2 separate regions of the Bicyclus anynana genome follow, and region 1 is linked to region 2. A link is a contact called in public Hi-C data. All regions are on one chromosome and are shown on one strand. Each heading gives the region's core, a stretch centred on a gene start, on an enhancer-like site or on the middle of the called end of the contact. The rest is flanking DNA. Distances are from core to core; before and after follow the strand shown. Region 1 overlaps LOC112055887 (protein bunched, class 2/F/G isoform-like). Region 2 overlaps LOC112055887 (protein bunched, class 2/F/G isoform-like).

Region 1 (4,414 bases), core at 274-2,773, 110 kb before region 2:
CTAATTTTTTTTGTGTTCCGCTGTTTCCGCCAGCTGTTGGTGACTGTACCGTGGCTGAAAGACCGTACCTAAATAACCTACTGTTTTTATAATAAATCAGTTCAGATGTATCGTTAAAACATCGTGAAAGATATTGTCTGTTGTATGATTAGTTCATCCATTTCTTCAAAAGAAGGTATATACACTGTTTTGAAAATATTTCAGGTGAAAATACCTACTACACAAGAAAACACCGGCTTTTAATTCTTAGTCTTTATAACTAACAAATTTGGGCCATGATTTTTATCCGACAAGCTTGTAATATTATTAGTCTTTCTAAAAATAATTTTACATTCATTAAATTCAAAATGCAAATGTTCGTTAATCTTTATATTATTTTTAACAAAGATTACGTTTAAACAATTTACAGAAACAAATGTCATAACAATTATACTCATTATATAAATTAAAATTACATAACAAAAATTCAAAATACAAAAGTAATGTTCAATAAATCTTCACATAAGTCCTTGTCGACTATTTCCGAATGGAAATCTACTTGTGTGTGTGGTTCTTCGCAATCAACATTCTAATTTCACGCTGGCGAGTAATTTATTAAATCCAGATTGTGCGAAGATGCCGTCTGTCTTATGTGTGACATCATCCTTTTTTTCTATTTATTTCCGTGTTGCTTGGAAAACTAGTTTTACTAGAGATTTTATAACTTGTGTAACACTTCGTTGTTTTTTTCTGGCGTAGTAAAGAAACATATTTGATGTAGAATTTGGTGGTGTTATGTTTTGATAATGTATAACCACAGTATCGTTTAAAATAATTGAAGTAGGTATATGACACATAAGGGTAATATTGAGTTATTTAATAGATCAAAACCAATTTCCCATTAAGTAAATTGGTTAACTAGTTAATTTATTGCTTGGGTTTTTTAGTTGTTCGGGGTTCTGTGTCGTATTCTATTCCTTTTTTAATTGATCGAGGTCTTATTAATCAAAAGTCTTTACTTTATTGATTACGCGGATGTTGATGGCGATGGTGCTTTTAGACTGAGTATTAATTTCTACTTTTACCGTTATTGCAGTCAATAATTTTAAAAACCTAAAATTTTAAAGCGAAATCGTGGAAATCCAATTGCGTACGTACTATATAAATTTTTGATTTTCTGAAATCCATTAAATTTACTATGAATAGGTTAATGATGAGAAAACAGCATTTTTCAGAATTTACAAGTCAATTAATTAGGTTTAGAGTCGAATTGCCTCTCAATCACGCTATGTTTACTATAAAACTGATTCATCACAAACACTCTAGCTTTACCGCATAAACGAATAATATCTTAGAATCAACATCGTTTATGCATACAGCATGCTAATATATCCACTATTAAAAGAACTTTACAGCTTCAAAGCGATTCACCTGTTGTGTTGAATTTTAACAAGATTCTGCGAGGGATGGAAGGTCACATTTCATTGGTTTGTTGTACCCATGCCGCGGTCAAGGTGAGCTCGGCGCCAGTCCGGAGCCGGAGCGAAAATAAACAATCCGAAAAGTTGAATAATTTAGCGAATCTGCTAACTGTCGGACGATGTCAGAAGCCAGAATTATCGGTTGCTCTGTTAATGAAAAACTTGGTAGCGGAACGGAATTTGAAAATCTAATCAAACCTTCATAAATTTTGCTGCTACTTAATGTTTAGCCACATTTTTTTAAGAATTTGTATGTACGTGAACTTAGTATATTACATTAAATTTTATTGGTATTATGATTTTTGTTTTTTCTTGCTAACTGGTTGCTCGTTTATTAATAGTACTTTATTATGAAGTTAGTCTTTCTGTTACTTTAATTCCCTTGGTTAACTAGTCAGGAAAAATGGATTACACGTGGTAAACATTGCTTTATAGATTTTAAATAGGATTATTTTAATGTGTTGACAAGTTGTCTTGACAGGTATGTCCTAACTAGGACTGCAACTCCGACGTAGACCCCTATTGACGTGTTAATGCCTTGTTTATTTTGGTGCGGTAAGAACCAGAGCATATTACAAAAATTAAGATATTTCAGTATTTTCAGATTCTTTCAAAATTTTCTATCGACTGTTCTGGAAAAAATTGATTATTAAATTATTAGTTTTAGGCATTAGTTTACGTCATGTGTGTTTACATTAGGATATGTATCAAAACTATTTGCGTTTTAAAGATGTAAAACACTATCATGTTTTTAGAATCCTTTAATATAAATGTGAATTATTAATTTATACATATTTAAGAGATTTTTAGGAATAGATGATATAATCATTTATATTAATTTTGCCTATCTGTAGGAAAATATCCTTATTATGATAAAATATTTATAAAAACTAGTTACGTCATTGCCAATGTCGCATTTTGTACCTACTATTAGGAACACATTTTGCGTTTTGAAAATCTATTATTACCCTAGAGATGTAACACATGGTCTTTTATTTTTGTAAGAATTTCAACACACGATCATTTACCACATTAATGCTTACTAATTTTGGTTGACATCAAGTATGTAGCTCCCGAAATAAAACTGTATCCTGATGGTGAAATTTGTCGCAAATATTGTCGTGGCGCTTGAGCATCTTCCGTCCATGTCCGTCGAAGCCTGTCAGGTTCGCTAAAACTCAATACCACCTGTTGTCGGTCATTGTCAAGGAGATTTAATAAGAACGAACTGCTTGTGTGAACATTTTCGTATTCAGTGCCATATCGTACGTAAAAGTAAAATCCGCGTTAGAGTGGTATTGCTTTTGGTATTTGGTTATTTTATTATTATTATTATTCTTTACAAGTTAGCCCTTGATTACAATCTCACCTGATAGTAAGTGATGATGCATTCTAAGATGGAAGCGGGCTAACTTGTTAGGAGGAGGATGGAAATCGACACCCCTTTCGGTTTCTACACGATATCGTACCGGAACGCCAAGTCCCTTGGCGGTACGTCTTTGTCGGTAGGATGGTATCTACCCACGGCCTAAGCCTCCCACGAGCCAGACCTGAACCAATTAACAAAACCTCAAACGGCCCAGCCGGCGATCGAACCTAGGACCTCCGTCTTATAAATCCACCGAGCTTACCACTGCGCCACAGAGGCCTGTTTCATATCAAATGACATACACTCAATAACTACCAATGTTCGTAAATACTACTACGACGATTGAGTTTTTTTTTAACTCTTTCTTTGAGTTGAGTTGAGTTTCTTTGAAATACAAAACAGTTTAACTGGAATGTTTACATTTATATCAGGATAAAAAAGTGCAGCACATAAATATATTCAATTCTCCTTAGCCTAGTAAGCTAGGATAGTACCTAGCTTACTAGAATGTAATTCAGCTTCATAGTGGGAAAGCGGATTTATCCTCTCTGCTACCAATGTTACCTTTTAATATCCATGTTCGTCGATGAAACTGCGCGGCTTGTACGTCCAATAATAATTTATATTCCAGTGGATATTTTCCGCTGTAATTTTGGTTCTGGACCTATGCCACGTGCGGCATACCGGTGTGACACTGTTATTAAAATTCATGAAACGCGATTAGATTGGATGGTATTTTGCACGTGCGTCGCTTATGGTTCCTGAAAATAAACACCAAAAATAATCACGTGAAGAAGTAGTGGCTTTTGGATGATGTGCAAATTAAAAATGATTTGTGGGTATGAGTGTCTCATTTACCTCTCATGCATGGTTTTTAACTACCTACATATTATCAACTAGCTGACGCCGCGTTTCACCCGCGTGGTTCTTGTTCCCGTGTGAATATGGGGATAATATATAGCCTATAGCCTTCCTCGATAAATGGGCTATCTAACACTGAAAGAATTCTTCAGAACGGACCAGTTCCTGAAATTATGATTGAGATATCATAAATAATGCAAGCTTTCTGGTAGTGCTGTGGTTCTCAACAGAGAGGTCCTGGGTTTGATTCCCGGCACGTGGCTAGTTACCATACTACTGGCAAAGACGTACCGCCAAACGATTTACAGTATGATGCCGCGTAAAAACCGTCAGAGGTATGGGTGAAATAAACTTGTACCCCTGCAAAGTTAACCCGCTTCCATCTACGAGTAAGACTGCATTGGCTCTTAACATAAGGTGAGATCGCAGTCAAGGGTTAACTTGTTGAATACTTAAAATTATTTACAACCTAATCTTAACATGATCTTTGACCTGAATTGAAAAAAAAAATTAATTGTGTTCTCGGTATTTGACCAAGGTCTGCTTTATTATTCTATCTCGGATTTGACAGTGTCTGTAAAAAGGCTAAACGATTGATTATCTGACTTTCGCAACTTTGCAACTATGGTGGTTTTATTTGTTTTTCACTTTGCACGTGTAATTCTAAATGATTTCCGAATTCTAAATCTTAATATATAAATGCAAAAGGTACACGGAGATCTTG
Region 2 (4,856 bases), core at 319-2,818:
AGGTTTAATGCTTGTGCCCTTGCGTCCATTTTATTATCATCGCTTTCTATATTTTCGTACGTGACTGCAAAAAAGTTCACTGCACTCGCCACGGGGACGTTGCACTTATTTCCACTACCCTCATCTCGAGTTATAGCGTACTGTTATAATATGAATAAAACACCGCGCGTCTTCTCATGCCCCACAAACATACACCTCGTTATCTAATTTACCCACTGACATGCAAACATCGGGACACGCGATAACTACTGTTTAATTTATGCTTGTGCCATTATGAGTGATGCTCATCTAATCGCTAGTTTCCTGTTTATGTACACATACACAGGTCGGTGCTGTATCACAAGTCAGAGTCTTGCGAGAAGCTGCAAGCAATTGAATATTAATAATGCGACTCGTTTCAATGAACTTATTGGCGCCCTGTCAATCTGCATCTGTGACGCAGTCCCGCCAACGGTAACCGATACAATCCAGTGTTCAGTTTTATTGAGCGTGTATATTCTTCCCGACTGCCGAAGGTCGCAACTCCCACATGAATGCCTCATCGTTTGCTTTATTTTTAATCGGACCTATTTATAGAATGAGGAAATTTAACGCATACCACATTTAGTGTCGTAAACGAAAGCACTTGGTCTACCTTGAATCATTCACGTAAGAAAATCCACATTCCAAGTAAATAAGTAGATCTAGAAACTGATGCATAGTTTAAACTTCAATCTTTATTATGGTAGATTGTGAATGCGGAGATTCTTGGCATTACACACAGTCATGTACGTTGTCTCCAACTATTGCTAACGTGGGTAATTGAATTAATGTGATTCTAATTCAAATCTTGTATCATAATTGCGATTAGTGTCCGCATTCCCATCGTACATTATCATAATAACATGTTGCTCTGTTAGATTAACTCAACGTCTGCAATCCATATCTAGAACAAGTACCTACTCGTACGATCTATTAAAATTTGTATAATGATTACCAGCATACTTAAAGTAACTTTTATCTTATGAGCCTCTCCCAAAGAAATACAGGATATTTATCAAACGCTTATGATAGATCCAAAAAATGATTTGGCTAACAAAGATTCAATATATGCGTATTTACTGTCTGCCAGTCTGATTGAACTCGAGCAATGTATCGAAGGTTCTAGTAAGAAGCAATGAGTAATGCTGAATACGAAGATAGAAATATAATTGAACGATGCGATGATGTTTCTAACAATTATTATAATGCAAAATTTTCCTTTTGCATCGCCTGATGAGGAACAATTACCTATTTTGAACTATGCGTCATACATCAGTGTATGGTCGGTTAGACTTGATTTGATTGCCACAACAAAGGTAAACAAAACAATTACAAAATCCATAAAACATAGAGATAAATGTTGTAACATAAATTTATTCATTATTAATTATTCATGTTACTGCGAACATGTAACTTTGAAAACAAGAGCTTTGTTGTTATCGACATATCTATACAGCCGGTGTTGTCGAGTACGGGGTTCATACGCTGATCGCGTGGCGGTGACGTGTCAAGCCGCCATTTTAAATAGGACATGCGCGCGCTCAGACCATCAGTCGCCCGGTAGGACGCGCAGAGTTTACTCGACGTCGCTTCACTCGGTCTGTGTCCTCCCTCGCTCAGTGTCACTTAGCTAATCGTCGGCTGAACACGCGTTTCGATCGTCCTGAAAAACCGGTTCATTCAATTCTGAAACATGATTGATGTCATCAAACCCCGCGATGCCTGCCTCTACGAAGTCAGACAGAAAGGTCAAAAGGACCCCTGTTACGTGGTCGTGCCCAATCCAAAAGTACGTTGGTGATGTTTTTTGTTTTTGTTAATTTGTGTCCTTTGTTCGACTTTCCAAGTGTTGTCGAAGCGTATAATTTGACCAAGAGTCAAGATACTCGGTTTTATTTCTTTTATGTTTTTTTCGTTACTCAAGAGTCTACTTGTAAATTTATTTTGAATTATGGTCTGGATTTAAAAAAAAAAATTTATTTACCTTTTATAATAATTTAAATTAAATTTAAATTAATAAAAATATATCGTGCTATTAATATCAGATGTCTTTGAGTTTGAATATTTATTTTATTATCTTTATATTTTTATAAATTATAGATTAATTAATATGTAGTATTATTTATGTTTCTTTTTTTTATTTATTTTTCATCTCTTTCTTTTATTTTTTCTTCTTTTTCTTATCGATTTTCCCATTTTACTCTTTTGTTTTTATTCACCGTTATCTCTGATGTATTCACGCAACGCAAATTCAATATTATATTAGGCACTAATCTAGCATTATTATATATTAAACCACTATTTAGGCCAATATTCTGATGGTGCTAACATGCGCGTTGTATTGTTACAGGATCTGGTCAAGAGCCACTTGATGTTCGCGGTGCGCGAGGAGGTGGAGGTGCTGAAGGAGCGCATCGCGGAACTGATGGAGAGGATCAACCAGCTCGAGGTGGAGAACAGCTACCTGCGCGCGCACGCGAGCCAGGACACGCTGGCGCAGCTGCCGGCCGTGGGCGCCAAGCCGCCGCCGCAGCCGCAGGGCCCGCAGCCGCCCGCGTCGTAGGGCGCCGCGTGACACCGCCGCGCGGCCCGCCCGCCGGCTGTGCCCGCCCCCCGCGCGCCGCCCGAGCGCGCGCCCGCTGACCCGCGCGCGCGCCCGCCGGCCCGCCTCGCGCGCCGCGATGTAGTTAGCGCGTCGCCCGCGTCACCCGCGCTCGCCGAGCTTCGACATTACTGCTTGGATCTAATAGAAGTATATTTTCCCGTTATTTAATCTTTAGGGTGCAGAATTTCGCCACGCTTCCGCTACGCATCTCGGCGACGCCTCGTCCACGTAACTGATTCACGATACAAATACTTTCCGATCGGTGTGTCCACCGCATACGGGATACGTGCGACTGTGAGCACCGACGTTCGTAACGTGTACCTACTACTGCGCATAACATTATATCTCTAAGTCGTGTGTTTATATGATAGATATATCAATTAAAATAAAATAGTTAAATAATACACGCATTATTGAACAATGACTGTTAATTTATTTAATATTTTTTTAAAGGTACCTATTGTAAGTTAAGTTATTTATCGAGTTTTAAAAAGAAACGTATTGTAACACAATAAAATGACATTGTGATGTGAACTTGACTCTGCAGTTAGTTGTTTTATGGATTTATGAATAATGTGTATTTTAGGTTTTATCCGTTAGATTGAAGAGATTCTTAGATATGTGCGAGCGTTTCCGTTGATTGTTGAATATGCTTTGGTCCCTGAATGTATACAGACAGATACGTTCTTGGGTTTTATAAAATTTGTTAATATTATTGCTATATTATACATTTCTTGCATGTCATTTCCCCACAAAATAAATTGGGAGTTCCATTAATGTTATTGATTGACTGTTAAGTTATATACGAAGATTCATCGCATTTTTATATATACCATACGTCTGAAGTTTCTACCGGTTGCTTACAGAACTATAAATGAATATTTCAGTATGTTTTCCGTCAGTATTTCCTCGCCATCGAAAATTCATGTTAACCTTTAGGCCTCTCATGAAATGATCTGTCCATAGGTCTTGAATGTGTGATGTTTCGTTTAGTCGTTAGTTTAATGAAATACAGTTAGTAATGTTCGGAGATACGGTCAGCAGTTGATGTTAGTTGCTAAAGATTAAAGAGTCGTTTAGAAAATAGCCGTTGCGAGAGTGGTAGTCTCTTCAACGCTGGCTTTAGTGGATTTTGCACGCTGAAATTAAAAATAATGAAAAAAAAAAACAAACTATTTTTATTCCAACCCTATACTTATAAACGATAATAGATAGAGGTTACACTACAAGTTTTAAAAAGAAACGATTTACATTGTATTTTTTTAATGATTATAAAAATTGTTTGTATATATATAACTCGTATTAGTTGTAAAAGGCGCGAGTATGTTGTAAATAGTCGACTGAGGATGTCTCGGAGTATTTAAACGCTCTGCAGGATGGACTGTAGTTAAGTCAAACGCTGTATTTAAATTTGCTTTATTGTTTATCGTTGAATATAATCGAACAAAATGGCTGGATCGTGTAGTTAGACTAGACTGCGGGACTGTTAGACAGAGTGCCAGCGAATGTGACTAATTCCTAGTAATTATAATATAGTATTTTGTACAAGGCTACTTTTACTACATTTGTGTATAGATGTTCTATGAGCTGTTTAATTAATTATTGTGAATACTTATTCAGTAATTTACTCCATTTATTAGATATGAAATTATATTATGATTCTGATATTGTAAATATACTGTAAACAGAATGTCCATTGTAGCTTATGTTGACCACATGGTTCCTCGTACCCAATAAATGCAAAATTACTCGAACCTGCTTTGGTATTATTTGTTATCCATCATTATCAACCCATATTCGGCTCACTGCTGAGCTCTAGTCTCCTCTCAGAACGAGAGGGGTTAGGCCAATAGTCCACCACGCTGGCCCAATGCGGATTGGCAGACTTGACACACGCAGAGAATTAAGAAAATTCTCTGGTATGCAGGTTTCCTCACGATGTTTTACTTCACCGTTTGAGACACGTGATATTTAATTTCTTAAAATGCACACAGCTGAAAAGTTGGAGGTGCATGCCCCGGACTGGATTCGAACCCACACCCTTCGGAATCGAAGGCAGAGGTCATATCCACTGGGCTATCACGCCTCTTTGTTATCCAACCACCCTTAATCCCACACCCTTGACGTCATCGTCTACAAATCCGTTCCTACTGGTATCAGATAAGCTCCATGAAATGATTTTTTTTTATTTGACTACAATCTCACCTGAATGTAAGTGATGATGCAATCT

What was found. A called contact is a pair of places that touch in the nucleus more often than the background predicts.
Region 1: a contact with region 2 is called in a Hi-C map of whole larva, with 3 times the contacts expected there. The contact joins two enhancer-like sites. A contact is called at or near these places in 2 of 2 Hi-C or Micro-C datasets (whole body and whole larva).

Annotation. Positions count from the first base shown.
Region 1 is chr1:3,337,985-3,342,398 of ilBicAnyn1.1, reverse strand. The region is part of intron 1 of LOC112055887 (protein bunched, class 2/F/G isoform-like); the gene reads left to right. Among protein-coding and RNA genes, the nearest start is that of Trnak-uuu, 21 kb to the left of the region's middle. Within about 2 kb of position 1,523, at least 2 of the 8 cell types and tissues checked have open chromatin away from gene starts, as enhancers often do.
Region 2 is chr1:3,231,498-3,236,353 of ilBicAnyn1.1, reverse strand. It overlaps LOC112055887 (protein bunched, class 2/F/G isoform-like), which reads left to right. Exons shown (of 3, transcript XM_052882757.1): 3 at 2,372-4,380. The coding sequence ends at 2,584. Among protein-coding and RNA genes, the nearest start is that of LOC112055171, 5.3 kb to the right of the region's middle. Within about 2 kb of position 1,568, at least 8 of the 8 cell types and tissues checked have open chromatin away from gene starts, as enhancers often do.